2 separate regions of the Sus scrofa genome follow, and region 1 is linked to region 2. The links are chromatin contacts, called in public promoter capture Hi-C maps. All regions are on one chromosome and are shown on one strand. The core of a region is the stretch at or near the end of the contact, and the rest is flanking DNA. Distances in the headings are between cores, read along the strand shown.

Region 1 (6,855 bases), core at 724-3,223, 380 kb before region 2:
GGACCGAACCCGCAACCTCTGGGTTCCTAGTCGGATTCGTTAACCACTGCGCCACGACGGGAACTCCAAATTTTTTTTTTTTTTTTTTTTAATAATCACTTCTTAAAAGGGCAATTATTGGAGTTCTCTGGTGGCTCATCAGGTTAAAGATCTGGTTTGCCACTGCTGTGGCTCTGGTTACTGCTGGGGCGTGAGTTCAATCCTCGGCCTAGGAACTTCCGCATGCCGAGGGAGTGGCAAAAAAAAAAAAAAAAAAAAAAAAAAGCAGTTATTGCCCAATAAAGTAAACATACTGAATTACTAAAGTAAAAAATATGCCTAAATTATGTACCTATTTCTCTGTAAATGAAATTGGCCTGCTTGTTATACCATTTGAAGATAAAGACAATTTCTTTTCCTACTTGCAAGGATTTAATAATTAACCCTCAAACTGAGCCAGTTGCTACGTTAGTTTGGTTATCTCCTTAGCCAGGAAGTACCATGGTGAGGGATCTAGTTGCTCTGTTATTCTGGAGGCCAAAAAGGAAACCCCAAATTTTCTTTGAAAAGTTTTAATAACAAAACAAACTTGAATTGAAAATTACCTCAATGACTTGGGCAAAATGAAAAGATAAAAAGAGCATGAAAATAACCGGCGCCCAACGGTCCTAAATAGCATGCAAAAGAGAGTTCACCGAAATTCCTAGACTGCATTAGTCATGTTTCTTCTTTCTATGTGATAAACACAAAAGTTCCGGGAAAAATTTTTTCCCTCCTCTGTTGCAATTCTGGGATAGAGAAAAGGCAATCTCTTGGAAGTTAGAATTTTTAATACAAAGTGTACTTGTATACTTTTCACCATTACATAAGAAAACAATACGATCTTGTACCTAATCTCTATGAACATACATCTGCTAAGTCCCTAGAAGGTGAAAGCACACCTATATTAGTAGGATAACTGTCACTGTATCAAAACCCATTTGGCAAACACCTACAGGCCAGGTACATTTCTCAATTACGTGCAGTTACTTTAACAAACGGAAAACAAATATTTAAAACCCAATAAAAGTCTAAAAACCAAACATAAGAAAGGTAGCACTAGAGACTGAACACTGTTTTCCAATTTAATAACTTCTGCAAACCCCATTTGACAGTGGCTCTGCACTTCGATTTTCTGTTAAGTTTTTAAAATAAAATAAAAAATCATAGAACTTTTACATTTGTTCATTACCTTTAACACTAGGAGATTGTTTTAAAACACCAACTTTGTGAACTTTAAGTTCAAATTATATGTGGGTGAGTTTAAGAGTAACGTGGCTTTAAGGGAAAAATCTCTAAACTGTGTAAAACACATTTAAAGAACGACTGGGGCCCTTTGCCGCAGTCTAGGAATACAGGTATTTCCCCGGCCCCCTCTCCCCCCAACACCCACCCCTACCCCGCCCTGGTCACTGACGCGCACGGGTGGCTGGAGCCGGGGGACCCTGCAGACACAAGCAAGGAAGGAGGCGCGGCCGCTGCCTCCATGTTGCCGTCGGGGACTCCAGACAAAGCCCCGATCTCCGGGACCGGTGTCCCCACTCCAAGGCTCACTACACCCACAGATCGCAGACACCACAAGACACTAGGGCTGGTGCGTGGATGCAAGAAAAAAGGAACTTCGCCAGGTTCCCACCATCCCGTTCGGCCCCAGCGAAGCTCCAGGGTCCGCGCTCACCACCGCCTGCCCGGCCCTTTCCCACCTCCGGGCACAAAGAGGAAGCATCGGGCAGGCTCCCTGGCGGAAGGGGGCAGGTTTGGGCGCGAGCCGGGCGCCGGCGAAGTCCTGGCTCGTTCCGGGCGCCGCGCCCCGACTCCTGCACTTACCAGGAGAAGCAGCAGCGCGCCCTCCGCGCCCCGCGCCATCGCCTCCCGCCTAGGGCCGCTCGCACTGCTGGCTGCCTGCGTCCCCGTGAGCGCGCACCCGCTCCTCCCCGGCGCCCCCGCCCCGAGGGTCCCCTCCCCCGCGGCGGCCGCGCGCCCAGCCCAAAGGCGCGGTTCCAGGTGTGGCCGCCGCGAGAAAATGGAGCCCGGAGCGCGGCCGAACTGCCTGTGCCGAGGGTGGGGACCGCGCCTAGGAGGGAGGCTCACGGTGGACTCCCACCCCCTGCCGCACACGCACCTGGAGCCGTAACGTCCCGGGGTTGGGGACTTTGAGTGGCAGGCCGCGCCCCGCCGCCCTTCCCTCCTCGACCCCTCTTCGGTGGAGCCAGGCCTTGCTCTCGGCAGCTGAGACCTGCAGCGGCGCGATGAGCCAGGAGGCCGCCCGAAGGTCCAGCGCTTGGTGGCTGTGCGCGAGGCCCGGGTGGCGCGGAGACGACAGCGGACCGGCCTCGGGGCGGCCGCGGTGCCTGGTGCAAAAGTTCTGGAGCACTATTTCAGGTGGTTGTCTCCACGAAGGTTTCTCACCTCTTTCCTACGGCCCTGTCCTTTGCGTTTAACAGGTTTGCCCTTTGTCTGGCTCAGGGAGAAAGTAGTTAGAAGAGGCACACATGATCCAAAGGGACAGTTCTTTGATCCCCTTTTGACTAGCCTCTACTAGGAGAAAACTCTAAAGGTGTAAAGGGGAAAATACACAAATCGATATGATTTACGAAATCTCTGACACAAAGCGTCACTCGAGATCAGAATCCTTTCTCTGATACTTAGTTGTGTAACCTGGATAACCTCTCTGTTTCTTCTCTGTGCCTGTTTCCACATCTGTCAAATGGGATTAATAGCCCCCAACAAATAGGGCTGTTGTGCCAATTAAATCAGAAAATCTATGTGAAACGTTCTGTGGCGTCTAGCACATACGGGTTCAGCAAATGATTGTGTTATAATTATTATTGCGAGAGTAAATACTAAATTGAATTCTTGAAAAACAGAAACACTAGAATCAGCACCAGATTAGAATATTTGTAAGAAAGGCTAATTATTGATATTTTAAGTATATTGGAAGTATACAAAAGTATAGAGGATTGATTTGCTACTAGAAAGACAAGTCTGGCATCAAGGTTGATCAAAATATCAGTTTCCTTTGTGGTTAAAAGTGCTCTGTGCCCCCGCCCAAAGTATCTCTATCCTTCTTTCCACAGTTTGCATCGTTCCACTTCTTCATATCCAGTACAATGGCCGTCTCCTTCTTAGTCCCTTTCTTCTTCAGCTGCCAAGGACCACTGCCTCTTTGAGTTGAGAATCCCCTTTTCCTCTATTTGTTTAGGGATTAACTGATAAATTAATAGTGTTATTTAAGTGTCTGTGGCTAAATTGAGCACTAAGTATCTAGAAGGAGTGTGCTTAGTTTCCCCCTCTGTTTCCAGTGCCTGGAACAGTGCTGAGTACCATGTTAGACTCTTAATAAACATTGGTTGCCTCGTTGAATCAGGAGGAAAGAATGTCTTCTAGTTTCCAGTCCTTTCTCATGAGCTAGAAGTGGGTGAATCACACCTTGGTGATAATTCTCATTCCCGATCACTGCTGAGAAAACTTCTAATTAAACAAGGCAGGCTTTACCAAAACACTCACAAATCATCCCTGGAAACTATATGTAAGTCCTCTAACAGTGCTCTTGTAACTGAGTCCTATATGCAAGTATTTAGGCCTTATTATCCAGAGGATGATCTCTGTTTAGTAATGAAGATAATTGGTAGCTTTCAGAATGAGAAATAGCCAAGGCAAATTTTATTTGTTGGATAATTTACTCGCCCCTGGAGGCTGTCAAAGGCAGTTTCAGGGTAGTCTTCCTCTATAATACTATTGCAAGGCTTTTAAGAGATGGTGTCATTGGCAAGATGACAATCCAATGAGATGGTATGTCATTCTTGAATTATTTCCTTGTTGAAAATTCTGAAACTTCTGACTCAGTGACTTGAAGGGATCTCTTGGAAGTCCGTTCATACATAGCTGATTCTCTAGCACCTGACATGAGAGTCAGTCTATTTCATAAATCTCTTTGCTCAGAACAAATGCCATTACCAATGAAGTGCTGATTGCTTTAAAATAAAACAAAGTGTTTATAAGATGTGAAAGATTTAACTTACAGGTTTTCCCCCCCAAATTAGTTGAACATTATGGTAAATATGCTTTTCTTACAACATGTATTTATAATGCAGCAGTTTAAAATATACTTTGTGCAAATAATTAGCTTAACATCTAGTTATATTCAAAATATCTGAGTTATGTTTCCCAGTATGCTTAGCTTCACACGTACACACAGGTGAGAATAAGCTTCAAGTGATTAACTTATTAGACTCATCTCGTAATATTATCTAAAACAAAAATTTTATTTAACCAAAAAAGTTTCATAAGGACCAACAAAGATTAAAGTGCCCTTTTCTACTGTTACTGCCGTCTTACTCCCTACCCACTCCAGGATTAAAAATCAGTTTATAAATCAACATAGTATAAATGGCTAATCGTTTTAATAGACAGCTAAAACCATTCAACTCCATTGAATGTCCCAATGATTGTATATGTTAGAATTAACATTACTGTGCTTAGAAGCAAAGCACAGAAATGTGTGACTGTTATAAAAAATGGTTACAGTGCCCAAGAGACATAAAATATTGGTTAATAAAGGGTATTTGAAATAGGGAATATAGCCAATATTTTATAGTAACTGTAAGTGGAGCATAACCTTTAAAAATAGTGAATCAGTATGTGGTACACCTGTAATTTATATAGTATTGAATATCACCTATTCTTCAGTTAAAAAATAAAGGGTATGTAGATACAGGAAAAATTATGAAATATATCTAGGTAAAGTGAGAAGGACCATAAAAGGAGGAGTTTTTTTTCTGGTTTAGTTCCTCTCATTTTTTTCTCATATTTTCAACATTAGTTTGTCTCTGTTTAACAAACATTTAATTTGCATTTTATTGGCGATGCAAAGATAAGTAGTCCAAGAAACAAAAATTGATGCTTATGAAATAATAGAACTATAACTAACTTATCAACTACTACAAATGCTGTGGTAGAACTATGTGCAGAATATAAAACAAACATAGGGAAGAGAATATCTAATTCATTCTTCTGACCATGAGAGTAGAGGCAGCTTTTTTGGAGGGGTTGGGATAGAGTGGTGTTGTGAGCTGATACTTTAAAGGATGAATAATTGTGAAGGAGACATTGTTTATGCTAGAGTAAATCAGAGTAAATCAGGGCATAAACACTGTTGGTGAAGAGTCAGAGGTTTCAGATTTATCCATGAAAAATTTTTTTTTCATCACATTGACACACACAGGGGAGTCAGAAGTAAAAGCTTGTGTGTGTGTGTGTGTGTGTGCGCGCGCGTGCGTGTGTGTGTGTGTGTGTGTGTGTGTGTGAAAATTGAATTTGAGATATTAGGGCTATACCCAATGAGAAGAGTCTAGCAGGTAGTTTGAAATGAGAACATAATTGCAGGTAGATTTAATAGGCAGAAAAAGTTACCTTATTTTCTTTCTTGTTGGCTGTTCGTTCTCAATATATTTCTTATTCTTTGCCTACTTGTTAAATGCTCATGCCTGGGAGTCCCCTGGTGGCCTAGTGGTTAAGGATCTGGTGTTGTCACTGCTATGGCTCAGGTTACTGCTGTGGTGCAGGTTTGATCCCTGGCCCAGGGAGTTCCTCATGCTGTGGGCATGGCCAAAATGCTTATGCCTTTGAGTTCTTTCTTTTCCATCTTTTCTTCTTACTCGGTACCCAGCATGATTCTGTAACCACTCCTGTTGTACAAATCCATTACTGCCTTCTCTCCTGAGCTTCAAACATGGCACATAACCATTTGGCTATTTCATAGGGACCTCCAACTACCAATAATTTTGTAGGGATCTCAAACTGAGCATAGTGACAAAAAGATTGCCCTATCCCTTACACTTCTCCAGCTCAAGCTCAGTACTTCTTCATGTGCCTTGTCAATCTGACCACCTAACATCAATTATTCCATTCTTTTCATATCCAATTACTATACTTAACTTTTCTTTCATTGTCTGTGGCTCTGTTCAAAATGATCCTACAGCCTGTACAGCAGCAATCACACTGTGGTTTATGGTTTGTTTATCTATGTCTGCTACTTCAATTATTTTTCTTTCTTAAGACTGCTCTTTTTTTAAGAGCAGAGGCCGTTCATATTCAGAGTGGGCCCAACTCATTGTATCCAGTACGTAATAAATGATCAGTAAAGATTTGCTGAACCAAGCCCACAAAGAAGGAACTGATTACAAGTGGAAAAGGTGTATAATGGGGGAAAATGTTTGAAATATCTACTGTGGATGAATTAATAGTGCATCTGGTCAGAAAATGTTGATCTGGGTTTGTGTGCATGTGTGTGCGTGTGTCTGTGATGCACAAACAATATGCATTCACACATACATGCATGTGTGTTGGTGTGTGTTTTGTGTGTTTTGTCCAACAATACTGCACCAAGAGTGGGAGAGGAGTAGCAGATGGTGGGTGTGAGTCAGAGTTTCAGAGTGACCTGGCTGATAGTTAAGAGGTGTACGTATCTGGGATATACTGTGCCTGGAGATGAGTGTGGCAGAAGTTGAGTGTGGACAGGGCAGGGCTGGAGAAGTTCAGGGGCAGGTTGAGAGGAATGTATTGTACTGGGGGTGGAGAAATGGGAGCGGACCATCCTTCCCCTTAATCCTGGAGAAGGTCTCGTCTCCTTTTCCACAGAAGCCCAGGCAGAAGTAACATTTACAGATGTTATATGTCAGGGTGATGAATTTTTCATGGTCTGTCTGGGTGGAAGGACCAAGAGCCATGCCCGTTTTAGGCAGTGAGAAAGGAGCATTGGCTGACTTTGGGGCAGGGGGAGGCCTCAATGACAGGGTGGGAGAGTTCCCATTGTGGGTCAGCAGGTTAAGAACCTGA
Region 2 (7,591 bases), core at 4,444-6,943:
ACACTGGATCTTTAACTTCTAGGCTACCAGGGAACTCCAAAAATTTCTTCTTTTTTTGGTGGTATATGTTGTCCCCACTTTTTTTTTTATTACATTTTAAGTTCCTATTTCCGCACTGGTCTCTTTCTGCATTTTAAGTTGAAACTCTTTAACCTACTTGTTTGTTCTTGTGCAAAAACCATACTCGAAATTCTTCATATCCCCATCTCACATTTTAACAAATATACATGTCCATCATGTTTGAGATCTGATTGCGTACTCCCCCTGGCCCCTGCTGAGTTTGACCTATGACATCATTTTAATAGGCCAATAAACATTATAATTTAAAAAAGAAAAAGAAAGAATTACTTAACTCCCCACCCCTCAAAAAAAAACAAAAAACAAAACAAAAAAAAACCCTCAGGAGTCATTCATTCATTTACTTACTCATTCAACAAATATTTATTAGGCATCTACTATATGCCAGGATTCATAATAGTGCTGGTTATACAGAGAGAACCCAAAAAGGTCAATTGCAGTCATGAAGTTACAATCTTTGGTGAAAAAAACGTATTACTCAAGTAACTACTCAAATTTAACATTGTAATTGTGACAAGCACTCTAAAGAAGAGGCCATTGTCTAATGAGGAAGATTTGACCTCTTAGAAAATAAAATTTGCTATTTACAGGATGGGCAAGAGTTAACCAGGCCAGAGACAGAAGAAAATTCCAGGTAGAGGAAAAAGAATATACAAGGCATCTATGGTGGAAGGAGTCTCTGAGTACAAAGATTTGAAAAAATGCAGATGTGTTTGTGTGCTGCAACGTTTAGAAGTCAGAGCAGGAGTTCCCATTGTGGCTCAGTGGTTAACGACTCTGACTAGGAACCTTGAGGTTGTGGGTTTGATCCCTAGCCTTGCTCAGTGGGTTAAGGATCCAGCATTGCCATGAACTGTGGTGTAGATTGCAGATGTGGCTTGGATCCCGAGTTGCTATGGCTCTGGCGTAGGCTGGCAGCTGCAGCTCCAATTAGACCCCTAGCCTGGGAACCGCCATATGCCGAGGGAGTGGCCCTAGAAAGGGCAAAAAGACAAAAAAAAAAAAGTCAGAACAGAAGAAACCAGGCAAAGAGAATGCATAGAGGCAGCCAGCAGGGGAAGAAGAAAACAGGAGCCATTGTTGCCAAAGAAGCCAAGAGCAAATGTGTTGTAGGCTAGGTGAGCTCACAAAACCATGAGTTTCTTGTCCCTACGTCCACTTGAGAAGGTAACATTTCATCATCCGAGAGCAGATTTAACAAATGACTTTTATGTTGGCAACTTTTCATCCTTACAGAATGCTGCTGATAAATCATTAACTTGACATTAATCTCTCTTTTCTTTTACAGAAGAGTCAGCAGGAGGTAAATTGCAGGTGGAGAGTACTTGTCCAACCCAATCTATTTTCTTAAGCATTTCCCTGGAGTGCATGCCCTTTCAGTTTTGTTCACCACAGCATACCCAGTCACAGCAGTCCCAGTGTCTGAGACATGGTAGATACCTAATACATAACTGTTAAAGTGGTTAATTAGTAAAGCAAACAATTGAAAATTTTGTAGTTTTGAATATATATGCATCCATAGCACTGCAGGTTGGCACATGTCATTGGCATCTATTAAAGGTAAGATAGGTTCATGTTCAACTGCCTCAGAATATTTTCATTGGCTTGTTTTTATTGAGGGTCTAGTAAGTGAATGTACTGTAATAAGAACTGATTTATAATTTATTTAACACTCAATTTCAAAAAATATATTTTCAAAGATAATGAAAATTAAATTTGATTAGTACACTTTACCTTTGGCCTCTTTTTTTTTTTAAGGTCCATACCGTGGCACATGGATGTTCTCAGGCTAGGGGATCATCAGAGTACAGTTGCTGGCCTACGCCACAGCCACAGCAACTCGGGCGAGCCACATCTGCAACCTACACCACAGCTCATGGCAACGCTGGATCCTTAACCCACTGAGCAAGGCCAAGGACTGAACCCACGTCCTCATGGATACCAGTTGGGTTCATTACCCTTGAGCCATGACGGGAACTCTGATTAGTAGACTTTTTATTGAGGCCAATTTTAAAGGAACTTTAAAGAAATAAGGATAACCTTAAAAACAAATATTTTATTTATTGGACAACACAGCATTGGAAAAAACCTTTTCTCCCACTTTGAAATAATTATTAAAAAAAAAATTCAAATTTTCAGAAAGTACAAAACTAGCACAAACTGGCATCTCCTCTTATCTTACAGTTGCATAGTTAATCCTTTTGAATCAGACAGGGTCTGGGGGTTGTATTTAGGGGAAGAGGGTTGAAGGCTCTGGGAATGGTGAGTGAATTAACACTAGGGTTCTGTCCTAGACCAAGACCTGAGGAGAGGTACCGGAATAGGAACTAGGGAACTGACATAGACATGAGGTGAGGTGGGTCAAATGAGTAGGTTGTAAAGAAATGGTAGCAGTGGGAGAAGAGGGATACCCATATTAAGTAGCATGTATGGGGCAATTAGAATATGCTAGGTTTTACTCTGCATGTCTTTTGTGCATCATATCATTTAATCTTATAACAACACTCTGAGAGGTAGATACTCTAGTTAAGCTTATTTTTTGGTGGTTATCAAATGTCTTCTCCTCCACTTTCATCCATAAAGTAATTAGACAATGTCCTTTAATTTTGTTTTTTCTCCTTTAGGTCTGTTTCCTTCGCTTCGGGGTTCTATTGGCCAGGCCAAGATGGATTTGCCCTTGAGATCACGTGTCCACATGAACCTTTCCCCCCAGGCTCCATCAAAGGAATCATGCAGCTCAAAGACAGCTGTCTCTGAGTACACATCAGTGAGAAAGTGAGATCTTTTTGTTGCCATTAATATGTTCAGTTTCCAGTTTCTGAAATTAGAAAATTGTGAAGCTAGGTAGCAGAGATGTGCCCCAAGAGACTTGGGTGGCTCTTTGTTCATCTCTTCGAGGACAACTCCCTTCCTTACTTTCCATTTGGAAAGGAGCACCCATTTCCAACCAGTCTTATCAAAAATCACCCATAAGAAGTCTAAATAGTTTAATTTTAGATATGGAAGGTACCATAGACAGCATGCAGTACTACTTTAATTACCTTACTTAACAAATGGGAGTGCTGAGGGCTGGGGTTACATGAGTGGCCCAAGACACAAAGAAATTTGATCTTGACTTTTGGTCTGGTGCACCCTTTACTATTACTATATATAATACATTGGAAAACTAGTTCAAGTCAGCAAAATCATCTTCACAGCCAAAAGACACTCTTATAAAATTCCTCTTCCCATATTCATTGTCTCTTCAAATTTATACCTGTTGTTTAAAAATTGAAGTACCTATTTCAGAAGCCATCTAATCTAATCTAAATCCATTAAATTAGTTGGGCCCTTGTTTAGAGTTTATATTTCATTTCTGTTTAAAAAAAATCATGATGATGGAATCAACCCAAAGGTCCACTGATAGATGATTGGATCAGGAAGATGTGGTATATACACAGTGGAATACTACTCGGCCATAAAAAAGAACAAAATAATGCCATTTGCAGCAACATGGATGGAACTAGAGACTCTTATCCTGAGCAAAGTCAGTCGGAAAGAGAAAGACAAATACCATATGATATCACTTATATCTGGAATCTAATATATGGCACAAAGGAACCTTTCCACAGAAAAGAAAATCATGGAGAATAGACTTGTGGTTGCCAAGGGGGAAGAGGAGGGAGTGGGATGGACTGAGAACTCGGGGTAAATAGATGCAAAATGTTGCCTTTGGGATGGATTAGCAATGGGATCCTGCAGTGTAGCACTGGGAACTCTGTCTAGTCAATTATGATGGAACACGTAATGTGAGAAAAAAGAATGTATACAAGTATGTGTAACTGGGTCACCATGCTGTACAGTAGAAAATATATATGAAGAAAGAAAAAAAGAAAAAGAAAAAATCACGATGAAACAAATCACCATTTAAAAGTCTCCATCAGTTACCTAGCATGAAAGATGAAACTAAATACCTAAGGAGAATTCTTTTCAAATTGCTCTTCTCCCCTTTTCTGGATTGTGGAAAAGCATGAGCCATCCTTAGGCATTAAAGGCTAAGGTAAGCAAGAGTTTAGAAACGTCCTATTGTCAAGGATGGTGATGGCGCATGAATAGATTTCTCAAACCTGAAACTAGCTTGCTTCTCTTCCCCTGGAAAGCTGCATGCTAGAGATCACGGGATCATCTCATCATTAATAGGATGAGGTGTGTTCATGACATCACTGCTGGAAAAACAAGAGGGTTAAAAAATATGGAAACAGAAGGATGTCAACCACAGTCTCATGCTGATGACCCAGGCTTATTTCACAAGCAAAGGTTCGATGATGAATTTTATAAGTATGGAGACAACGGAACAACTCATTATGTGTCATGTAATAATAAAATAGAGCAAGGGACTAAAACATAGAATGTAAAGTAGGCACTGTGTGACAATGCTTTGGAATTTAAGTACCTGGTCAATGATGAAAAAATTTTGGTAGAACGGAATTAGGATGTACATGTTTTCAAGAGCTGAAATGTGAGCATCATGGATGGCTTTTCAAACAGGTTTCTCCACACATCCTTGTGGAATCAAACCAAAAGAGATGGAACAGACAAGTTTCTCCTTTGTGGTCAGACTTCCCCGATTTAAACCAGTAATTGAAAAGAGGTGCAGGAGGATGAGTCAGAATTCCCCGTCACTGCTTTCTGAAGAGCTGCAAAGCATACTGCTTTTATATTTTAATCTTTCAGGTTAAGCACTGCTATAATTCAGTTAGTTTAAGTATACTTCAAACCAAACCATACATTTCATCCTATTCTTTTCCTTTTCTTACCTCAAGCTCTGGTTTTGGTGGTGAGAAAGGAAGAGAGAAATCTCTGCTAGTCTGAGTCCAATTTAGTAGGTTAAGTTATAAGGTCAGCAGGTTGGCTTCATTGTGACAAGCAAAAGTCTTGAGGAAAATCAGTAGGTCACATTTAGCCAACGCCTAGGAACTCGAAAGATGTATTTTCTGGAGTAAGTCACTCTTGATGCCTAGATTCCCTTATCAACTGATTAATTAATTAATTAACTAATGTTCTTGTATCACTGCCATGCTGACCATGAAATTTTTTTCTTTTTTTTTTTTTTTTTTTAAAGACAAAATCAGGAGTTCCGGTCATGGTGCAGTGGTTAGCGAATCCGACTGGGAACCATGAGGTTGCGGGTTCGATCCCTGCCCTTGCTCAGTGGGTTAAGGATCCGGCGTTGCCTGTAAGCTGTGGTGCAGGTTGCAGACGCGGCTCGGATCCCGCGTTGCTGTGGCTCTGGCGTAGGCCGATGGCTACAGCTCCGATTGGACCCCTAGCCTGGGAACCTCCATATGCCCCGGGAGCGGCCCCAGAAAAGGCAAAAAGACAACATAATTAAAATAAAAATAAAAAATAAAAGGCAAAATCAAACCCACAACCAAATAAGACTCCCAAAAGGTGTGGCACAGATGAAAACCCTGTCTGAACTGCACTTGGATGTCTGCAGTAGTCCAGCAAAAAAGGTATAAAACAATCTCGCTGGAGTCAACCCTTGAACAGCTGTGACACAAAACGCTACCTCTCCAGCTCCCCGGCGGCCTCTGCGCTTCTCAAAATGACCCCAGCGCTCTGGGCGGAGTCGCAGCCGGGAGCGCGCCCGGGTCCGCGCCCCCTCCTGCGGCCCAGCGCGCTCGGGGAGTGAGTCTTTGTACAGTCAGGGCTTCTGCTGGGCAGGGCCAGCTGTTAATCCTCCAGGCGGACACCGGGGCGGGGGGGGGAGATGGGGCATATAGGTGGCGTCCGCCCGTGAGAAACACCTAAGCGCAGGTAAAAGGGTGGCGGCCAGAGGGAGTTCCCACCTGTTGCCGTTCTTCCAGAAATGAAGACTTAAGGAAATACCAAGGAGGGGCCGATCGGTGTCTTTCGGACGCGCCTGTAACCCCACCCTCGGTCAGAGGAAAAGCCCCTGGGCTGAGAGGCAGGAGCTTCAGAAAAACCGAGAAGAAAAGCAGCTCCCTCCGCGCGCCGCCTTTTCTGCCTCGCACTCAGGCGCGGCCGGCCCAGCCTGCGCCCCGGTCGCGGCCCTTCACTCCGCCGCGCCCTCCCACCCCGGCCTCTAAGTGCCCCGGCCGGCGACCTGCCCCCGAGTCCTCCGATGGCGCCAGCCCGATCCACGGGCTGCCTGAGCGGAGCCCTCTGCCGACAACTCCTGCTGACCCTCTCGGTGAGCCGGCTCACGGGACGGCGCGCGGTCCCGCGATGGGGGAGAAGGGGAAAGTCTGGGAGCAGGGGTCCGTGGGGGTGGCGGGCCAGGCAGGGGGTCGGGGGCCTGGGGCTGGCTGGAAAAATGCAGTTGTCTGGGATGGGGGAGGGCAGTCAGAAAGAGGAGGGCGACCTGGGCGCCCCGATCCCGCAAGAGAGAAGGGTGTCTCCGGCAGATGTAATCAGCGCAGGCAGAGGAGGCAGCGACGGCAAACGCCCTTCGAAAACCTTGGCCGCTGGGTACGAGCTAGAGAACGCCGCGCGCCCGCGCTGCTTCTCCACGTCTCGCGCACCACCAGGAGCCGGGCAGTCTGTCCCCCTCAGTGCTGGTTCTGGCTGCGGACAAGGCGAGCGACCGAAAGCGCAGATTCTTGAGGGACAGAGAGGAAAGAGAGGACTGGGCACCTTTCTGGGGGTTGATCTTAAAGTGGGGGTGGGGGTGGGGGGGAGTAAAGAATTGGGGGAAGGGTGCAGTCTCGACCCTCGGCGGGTGAAGAAAGCAGATAGGAGGGCCTTAGGTGGTCCTTTGTACCTTTCCTATTGTTCGTCAGCTTGTGAGGTTTCTTTCTCCTTTTATTTTTGGGGAAATGGTCGTCCGGATCTCTTGCCCCGGGGGTCTCTGGATTCTTCTCTCCCACCCCACCTCCCCGCCCTCTGGTTCTAGTTTTTTTTTCTCACTTTCGAGAATCCTGTAGCAACGACCCCACCTACCTAAAGCTGGGAGAAGAAAAGAGAGTGGCCTTATTTGGAAAAGACAGCCCCCCTCCTTAGCAGAAAAGACGGGGATCTCACTGGCGGGCCGCAAGGCACAGGACAGAGGTTCCCCAGACGGGACTTCCTGAGTCCACTGAAAGGAGAAAAGTTAAATAGACCGAGTGCAAGAGGGCTAAGTCGGTAGTGTACTTTCACGTTGAACCGCAGGGTTAGGGCTCCTGTCCCTCCTGAAGGACGAGGGGACGAACCTGGAGAACAGACAGTGGGAGGATTCTTCCTGGGAGTGGCCGAACTGGCGGCGTGAAACATTCGTATAATTTCCCTTACTCCACCGCTGCTTCACTTTTACAACGAATTCCTGAAACTTTAAAGCAATGAAAATTGTAGTTATTATTAGAATGCCTTTCCCAAGGAACTCCATGGACTTCAAACCCTTAACTAAATTCCAGGGTCATGTTCATAACATGGAAAGAGTCAGGTGCACAGCAGTTTACAGTTCACAGTTGAGGAAATCGAGAATGGAATAAATAACGGCCACCAATACGTTCTAGTTAACAAAGGAATG

The links. Promoter capture Hi-C pulls out the DNA fragments that hold promoters and counts their contacts.
Region 1: a contact with region 2 is called in a promoter capture Hi-C map of liver, with 6 times the contacts expected there. The contact joins the promoter of DSG2 here to the promoter of DSC2 in region 2. A contact is called at or near these places in 1 of 5 promoter capture datasets (liver) and 7 of 47 Hi-C or Micro-C datasets (embryonic fibroblasts, fetal heart ventricle, heart right ventricle and 2 more).

What each region holds. Positions count from the first base shown.
Region 1 is chr6:115,395,341-115,402,195 of Sscrofa11.1, reverse strand. It overlaps DSG2 (desmoglein-2), which reads right to left and starts at 1,973. Exons shown (of 15, transcript XM_003356392.4): 1 at 1,846-1,973. The coding sequence starts at 1,884. It overlaps LOC110261189 (a long non-coding RNA gene), which reads left to right and starts at 2,294. Exons shown (of 2, transcript XR_002345076.1): 1 at 2,294-2,400.
Region 2 is chr6:115,019,434-115,027,024 of Sscrofa11.1, reverse strand. It overlaps DSC2 (desmocollin-2), which reads left to right and starts at 5,693. Exons shown (of 17, transcript XM_021096210.1): 1 at 5,693-6,274. The coding sequence starts at 6,206.